Regions from separate parts of the Sus scrofa genome. Here region 2 is linked to region 1. The links are chromatin contacts, called in public Hi-C maps. All regions are on one chromosome and are shown on one strand. The core of a region is the stretch at or near the end of the contact, and the rest is flanking DNA. Distances in the headings are between cores, read along the strand shown.

Region 1 (3,381 bases), core at 389-2,888:
CTTCTGGTACAGGAACTTGCGCTAACACCTTAAAGCAAACCAAAACTAACTGGGTCATTTTATTTGGTTTGGCCCCCTGAAGAAACCTGGATGACCTACAAAAATAAATTTCTCTGTAATTTTTGCAACTAATGCCTGCCAATATGTCACAACCTTTGGAATGTAATAATCATATCAAAATGCGGATTTGTTATTTTTGTATGTTTTTTCCTTTATTTATTTTTAACTTGATTAACTATACTTTTTTTTTTTTTTTTTGTCTTTTTGCTGTTGCTATTTCTTGGGCCGCTCCCGCGGCATATGGAGGTTCCCAGGCTAGGGGTTGAATCGGAGCTGTAGCCACCGGCCTACGCCAGAGCCACAGCAACATGGGATCCGAGCCGCGTCTGCAACCTACACCACAGCTCACGGCAACGCTGGATCCTTAACCCACTGAGCAAGGGCAGGGACCGAACCCGCAACCTCATGGTTCCTAGTCGGATTCGTTAACCACTGCGCCACGACGGGAACTCCTGATTAACTATACTTTCTGATGCTCACCTTCCTCTATTCTTTCTACTCTATGTGTCCTTTTGACAATATTAAAACTCAACAAATTGTTGTGTTCTAGATTCAGATCATTACAGTCTGGCTTCTCCCCTCATACCGGCCTGGCAGGACACCATGCGTGTGATGGCCCCAAGACAGGGTAAGAATACTTCTGGCACTCCTGGACCCTCCCTCTGATGTGTAAATTCCTCCCCCCTATTCACCCCAGTCAGGATCACCAAAGTCCTTCCAACGAATTGTGCGTGTGCGCGCGTGCATGCGCGTGCCCCTCACAGGGCATGCCGAAGTTCCCAGACTTGGGATCCAAACCCAGCCACTGCAGCAACCCGAGCCACTACAGTGACAATACTGTATCCTTAAACATGCTGAGCCACGAGGGAAATGCCTTATGAATTTTCAAATATCAGAAAACTGGCCAGGAGTTCCCGTTATGACTCAGTGGGTCAAGTACTCCATATTGCCTCTGTGAAGATACAGGTTCCATCCCGGGCCTCTCAGTGGTTGAGGCAAACTACTGCATAGGTCAGAGATATATGGCTGGGATCAAGCGTTTGGGAGGCTGCTGCCCCATAGGTCTAGCGGAACTTCCATATGCAGCAAGATAAGGAAGGAAGAGGGGAGGGAGGGAGAGAAAGAGGAAGGAAGGAAGGAAGGAAAAGAAAGAGAGGAAGGAATGAAGGAAAAAGAATGAGAAAGAAGAGAGAGAAGGTACGAAGAAAGGAAGAAAAACGTCCAGCTGAAAACTATTATCTTGACCATGGGAGTCCCTGGTCTGCAGTCAGGGGTTCTGGGAAACTAGATGGGGAAAATAACCTTTATTTTTCTCTATCGGCTAGCTGAACTGTAGCCATTTTTCCAGTGATGAACGGAGGTAGCGAAGCTCCGTGGAGTTAGCAGAATCTGTGCCTCGGTCCCCAACAGAAACAGGTATTTTCGAATCACATGACCGTTGTCGCAGACATTGCCCGACTTTTCAAATGGCTGTAACGTTAACTTCACCTCAGTGATCTCATTTCGTGTGGTAGTAATTGCTTTACTTCACAATTATCAGATGGGAAGGGGGTGTTTTTCTTCCGAAGCCCAGCAGAGGGGGCCATCGAGGAGCGGTGGGCGGGCCCCCAGGCCGCCTGGGAACCTCAGCGGGAACCCGGCGAGAGCCAGAGCTTCAGCTTGAGGCTAGAACGGAGTCGCAGAAGGGGCGGCTCTGGAGGCGCTGAGCGCTCCCCGCTCCGGACCGGGCGAGGGACGCGTGCTGTGGTCGGCCGGTGACCGGCGTTGGCAACAGGCCACCGGCCCCACAGCTGAAGACGGACTCCGCGGGCACTTGCGCCCTGGGGCTGCGCGTGAGGCTGGCGACCAGGGGGCAGCCGAGCCCCGGGAGCTTCCGGGGCCGGCCGTTGCCGCCGCCACCGCTGCTGGTGTTGCTGCTCTTGGGGCTGGTGCCGGAGGGCGCGGCAGGTAACCTGGAGGAGAGGCTGAGGGGCCGGGGGCGGATACCCAGTCGCGCCCCAGCCGAGAGCTGGGGAGGGGTGCAAGGGAGAGATCGGCCAAGAATTTGGAGGCCACTTCAAGGTTTTTGGGGGGGAGGCTGGTGAATTGGAGAGCTGAACCAAGACTGAAGGGGTCGTTGAGCCTCGGGTTAGACAGAGGCTCTGCCGCCTCCCATTGCAGCCCATTGATAGAGTGAGCGGCCTTGCAAGGTGAGGACCCCAGGGGCCAGTGGGCCTGTGCCACCATCACCACCACCACCCCACCCCCCGCCACCTGCGACCTAGCCGACGCCACAGCTTCCTGCTGGAAGGCCTTAGGGAAGCTACGTTGGGGTGGGAATCTGAACGCATCCTCCATGCCTCCTGCCTTCTAGCTCGGCCTGGCAACTGCCCATCGGTCGCTATAAGTCTTTCTGGTCCCTTGGCAAGGTTCTGTCGGGTTGCCTGGGCGACCCTTTGGATAGAGGGTGAGGAGGTGCTTCGAGGGTTTCTCTGACATGACTCAGAATTTCCATTCTTTGTCAATTTCCGTTCTGCATTCAAAACAGCTGGGCCTTACTTCCGGGATTCTCAACAGCTCCCACGAGTCACCGCCCACCCTGACAGCACAGATCACTGAAAGTTTATTAGCACAGGCGGGGAGGTGTCCACCATTACTGCAATAATAATAGCTGATGTCCTTTATTCCAGGCTCTGTTCTAAGGGCTGCACGTACCAGAAGACATTTCGGTTCTCAACTTCCAAGGTTTACCATTTACAGATGTGAAATAGGGCCTAGAGAGGACGCTAGGTGGCAGCACTGGGACTTTTTTGTGCTTGGGCCGGGTCTCCGAGTGTTTTTAATAACAAAATGAAAAATATAGGATTCCAAAGGAACCCAAGTATGTTTTTATAAAGCTATTAAAATTTAAATAGAAATACAAAACTTTTAAAAAGAAATGTGAGTTTTCGATGTGTAACATATATGCGCTTCTAAGTTAACACATTAAATAATGGGCTTAAATAGTAAGAATTCCCTAGAATTTGGAAGTAGTGGGGGGAAAGCATATTTCCAGGTGTCTGCAACAACTTTTCATGCGATTTGAAAACATCTGTGGCTTCTATCTGGGACCAAAAGCACAAGTTCTGCTAATCCTGCTGAGCTTTTTGCTCCATTCACCATGGGAGAAAGGCCAAACTTCAGCTGGAGGTTAGACATCAGCTCCAACTTGAGGCTCCTGAACCCAATAGGATGCACCTACAGGAGGATTCAATCCTCAGCTCCTCATGGGAAACACTTAAAGGAGAAGCACCCTGGATGTCTGGGCAGGAGATTGGTAGAAGAGAGTGGGGCCAGGGATGG
Region 2 (3,193 bases), core at 19-2,518, 600 kb after region 1:
TTAACTAATTAAAAATTCAGATGCTCAGCCAGCTAGTCATTTTTCAAGTGCTCTACATACATTCTAGATTACTTTGGGAGGGTGTATCTCAAAATTATGCATGTGTTTTTACCTAAATCCAGGCAGCCTGAGAAAGTCCTGGTTGGAAGTTACCTGGGTCTTCTCTGTGACAAAGGATTATTGGGTACTCATGGAGCCAAATGGGTCAAACATCCATTGCTACAAGAAAACCCTTTCTATTCCTTCTACTTACCTGCATCTATAAAAAATGAAAAATAGGTATAGAAATGATGCTGAACATCTGCTCACTTCAGCGTTAAATAAAATCCATCCAAGTAATTTGCATATATTGAACTGTTAAAAAATCCATCTTAAAAAGTTGTGCGTCCAAGCATTTCACTTTTTGCCTAAGAATCAATAGTAATATTCTGCAATTTATATACTTCTTAATAATCCAGAAAATATTTAACATAAATACTAATTTTGTTACAGAAATGCATACTGTGGTGAACAATAAACAAAGCATAAAACTATTTTACATTATGATAAAATTGAGTGATGTATGCAGAATGAAAATATTTTTGATTTGAATAAAAAACACGTGAGGGACATAAAAATGTTTAAGGAGAAAACCCATAAAGATGTAAAATTCATCACAAAGTGGATGATAGTATCAAATAGCCACGAATTTAAAGTACTTTGGATACTTTTTTTTTTTTTTTTTTTGGTCCTTTTAGGGCTGGACTCGCGACATACGAAAGTTCCCAGGCTAGGAGTAGAATTGGAGCTGTAGCTGCCAGCGTACACCACAGCCATGAAGAATCTGAGCCCGGTCTGCAACCTAAACCACTGCTCACGGCAAAGCCAGATCCTTAACCCACTGAGGGAGGGCAGGGATGGAACCCGTGTCTTCATGGATACTTGTCAGGTTCGTTAACAGCTGAGGCGCTCAGGAACTACCATACTTTAAATACTCTTATTAAAGAATGAGAAGCAGTTGGTTTTTTGTTTGTTTTTTAATGTCAGTATTCACAATGTGCCCTCCAAATGTCTTTTCCAAGTTATTAAAAGACTGAAAAAAAAAAAAAAAACTATTACTTTAAAAAGCTTTCAAGGCCGGGTTTCAGAACCCGACACAGAGGTTCCAATCCGCTGACGCCGCTGCAGGTTAGGGGTCAGGTCTGGTCAGGAGACAGCCTGGCCGGGAGCGCCTCCCCAGGGCTAGCATAAGGGCCGGAAGCCTGCGTCCGAAACGCCCACCGCTGGAAGACTGGCGGTGTACCCAGGTCCGCGCACGCTCTCCTCCACCATCACTCCTCCCTCCTGGGGTGGCCCTGGGGCCTCTTTCTGTAACGAAATGTGTTTTCAAGAACAAAGGCCTTTAGGTGTTTATTTTACCGACCCACTTATTTGCTTTACTCTCTGTCCCCCCCCCCCCCCCCCCCGGCACATAAAGTCATCAAAAACTGTCATCTTCGCGGTAATTTCTCCGGTTCCAGCCCAGTAAGTGCCACTAGAAGAGCTGGGTAAATACTAAAAGAAAAACCCTCCCCCGGCGTCCACGCCCTCGCAGCCCACCACGGTCACATGCCCGAAGGGGGGAAGCGACCATAGAGTCAGTCCTCCAGCTTCCCAGAGAGGACCCGGAAGTTCCCCGGAGCCGGTGTGGGTTTTTCCGGTAGGGCCGTCTGTGCTTTTGTCCCGCCGGCGGCCGGGCTCCCGCGGCGCCGCCACAGCCAGTACGTGAGTCCGCGGCTGCCCGCGCTCCCGCCCCTGGCCCTAGCCTGCCACGCCCTTCCCTTCGTGGCCGGGTCCTGACTACCCGGGGTCTCGGGCGGGATCCGGGAGGAAGCGTGCCCGCTCCCCACACACACCTCAGGAAGCGCGTTCCGAGGGAGTGGAGCGGAGGGTAGACTTCGGGCCTGCGGACGGGTGTAGGGCGCAGCCCTGGAACGTATTTCGGTCCTTGTGAGCTCCACCTCCGACTGTTGGAGCGGGCCAGGCCCGGGTTGGGGCTGCCTGGTGTGTGGAGAAGGGCCGGGGCCTCGCACCGGTGTTTCTCAGTTCTTCACTGCTGTCTCTGGCGGGAGGGGAACCCTGAAAATTAGCCTCTGGTTGTGCCTACGCGGCAGTTAAGTTTTGCCCTGAGATTTGAGAGTAAATACGGGTGTTGGAGGGATCCCAGGGGGTGATCCGATTGGACCCCGCCCCCCTTTTTTTTTCTTGATGGGGGAATGGTGTTGAGAGACTCCTCCTGCAGGTGTGGGTGGAGCTGCTGGTAGCCACTCCTGGTATTCGCCCCAGGGAAAGCTCACCTGTTATACAGGATCCCGCGGGGAGACTGCCTGTCGCAGGGTCCACAAGATGGGAAGGAATTGACTAGGTAGGAAGTAGAAGGTCGAGGAGCCTTCTCGACCTGAGGACAGCCTGAGGGAAACCAGGCGTTGGGTTGAGAAAGAAGAATGAGGAATGCTGGGGCTAGGTGTGCTGCCCTGAGACGTTTGGACAGGGTGGCCACCAGGAGTATTTCTTTTTGAAAGCACGAGAGTTTTCTTTTTAATAAATTTTTGAATATGTATTGTATTCTTAATGGTTCAGGTATTAAGAATATGAAAATGTATCAGTGAAAAGGTTTCTTTCTGCCTAGCCATCTTGCTAGGCCCAACTCCCTTAGATAACCAGCCGCATTTGTTAGTTTCAGTATATCTTCCCGAGTTTCTTTATGCAAACCCTGGCAAATATGAATGCAGTTAGTTCCCCATTTTTTCACACAGGTGGTAGGATACTGTTCAGAGTTCTGCCCCTTGCTGCTTTTGCTTAATCTGTCTTAGAGATCATCCGAACACAAAGACACCCCCCCCCCCTGCCAAATGATATTGGATTGCCCAGTTGGTCATTGTTTGGATGTTTTGCATGTTCCATAATTTTTTGGATCTATTCGGGCTATTTGGGTTGTTTCCAATTTTGTGTTACTTCAAACAGTAGTGCACTCAATGGCATTGTACTGGGGCATAACTGAGCAAGGATTATAAAGAGGGGATTAAGAATCATAAATTTTTGTTTTACGTTAACTCAGTTATTGGTAGATTGTTAAATATGCCTAATCGCTATTATAATAACACACGTAGAGTGATGAACAAATTAAATCAGGTAGCTTTTCTCTCCTGGAACTTGTGTTTATGACACTTAGCCT

What was found. Hi-C and Micro-C count contacts between places; a contact is called where the count stands out from the background.
Region 2: a Hi-C map of embryonic fibroblasts shows a contact between it and region 1, with 1.7 times the contacts expected there. The contact joins the promoter of ZFP62 here to the promoter of TRIM52 in region 1. A contact is called at or near these places in 1 of 47 Hi-C or Micro-C datasets (embryonic fibroblasts) and 1 of 2 datasets of contacts at active chromatin or transcription factors (alveolar macrophages).

What each region holds. Positions count from the first base shown.
Region 1 is chr2:57,243,685-57,247,065 of Sscrofa11.1, forward strand. It overlaps TRIM52 (tripartite motif-containing protein 52), which reads left to right and starts at 1,639. Exons shown (of 9, transcript XM_021083413.1): 1 at 1,639-2,007.
Region 2 is chr2:57,847,523-57,850,715 of Sscrofa11.1, forward strand. It overlaps ZFP62 (zinc finger protein 62 homolog), which reads left to right and starts at 1,269. Exons shown (of 2, transcript XM_013991870.2): 1 at 1,269-1,286. It overlaps LOC102164181 (a long non-coding RNA gene), which reads right to left. Exons shown (of 3, transcript XR_002341589.1): 2 at 1,875-2,080; 3 at 879-1,347. It also overlaps a transcript of MGAT1 not described here.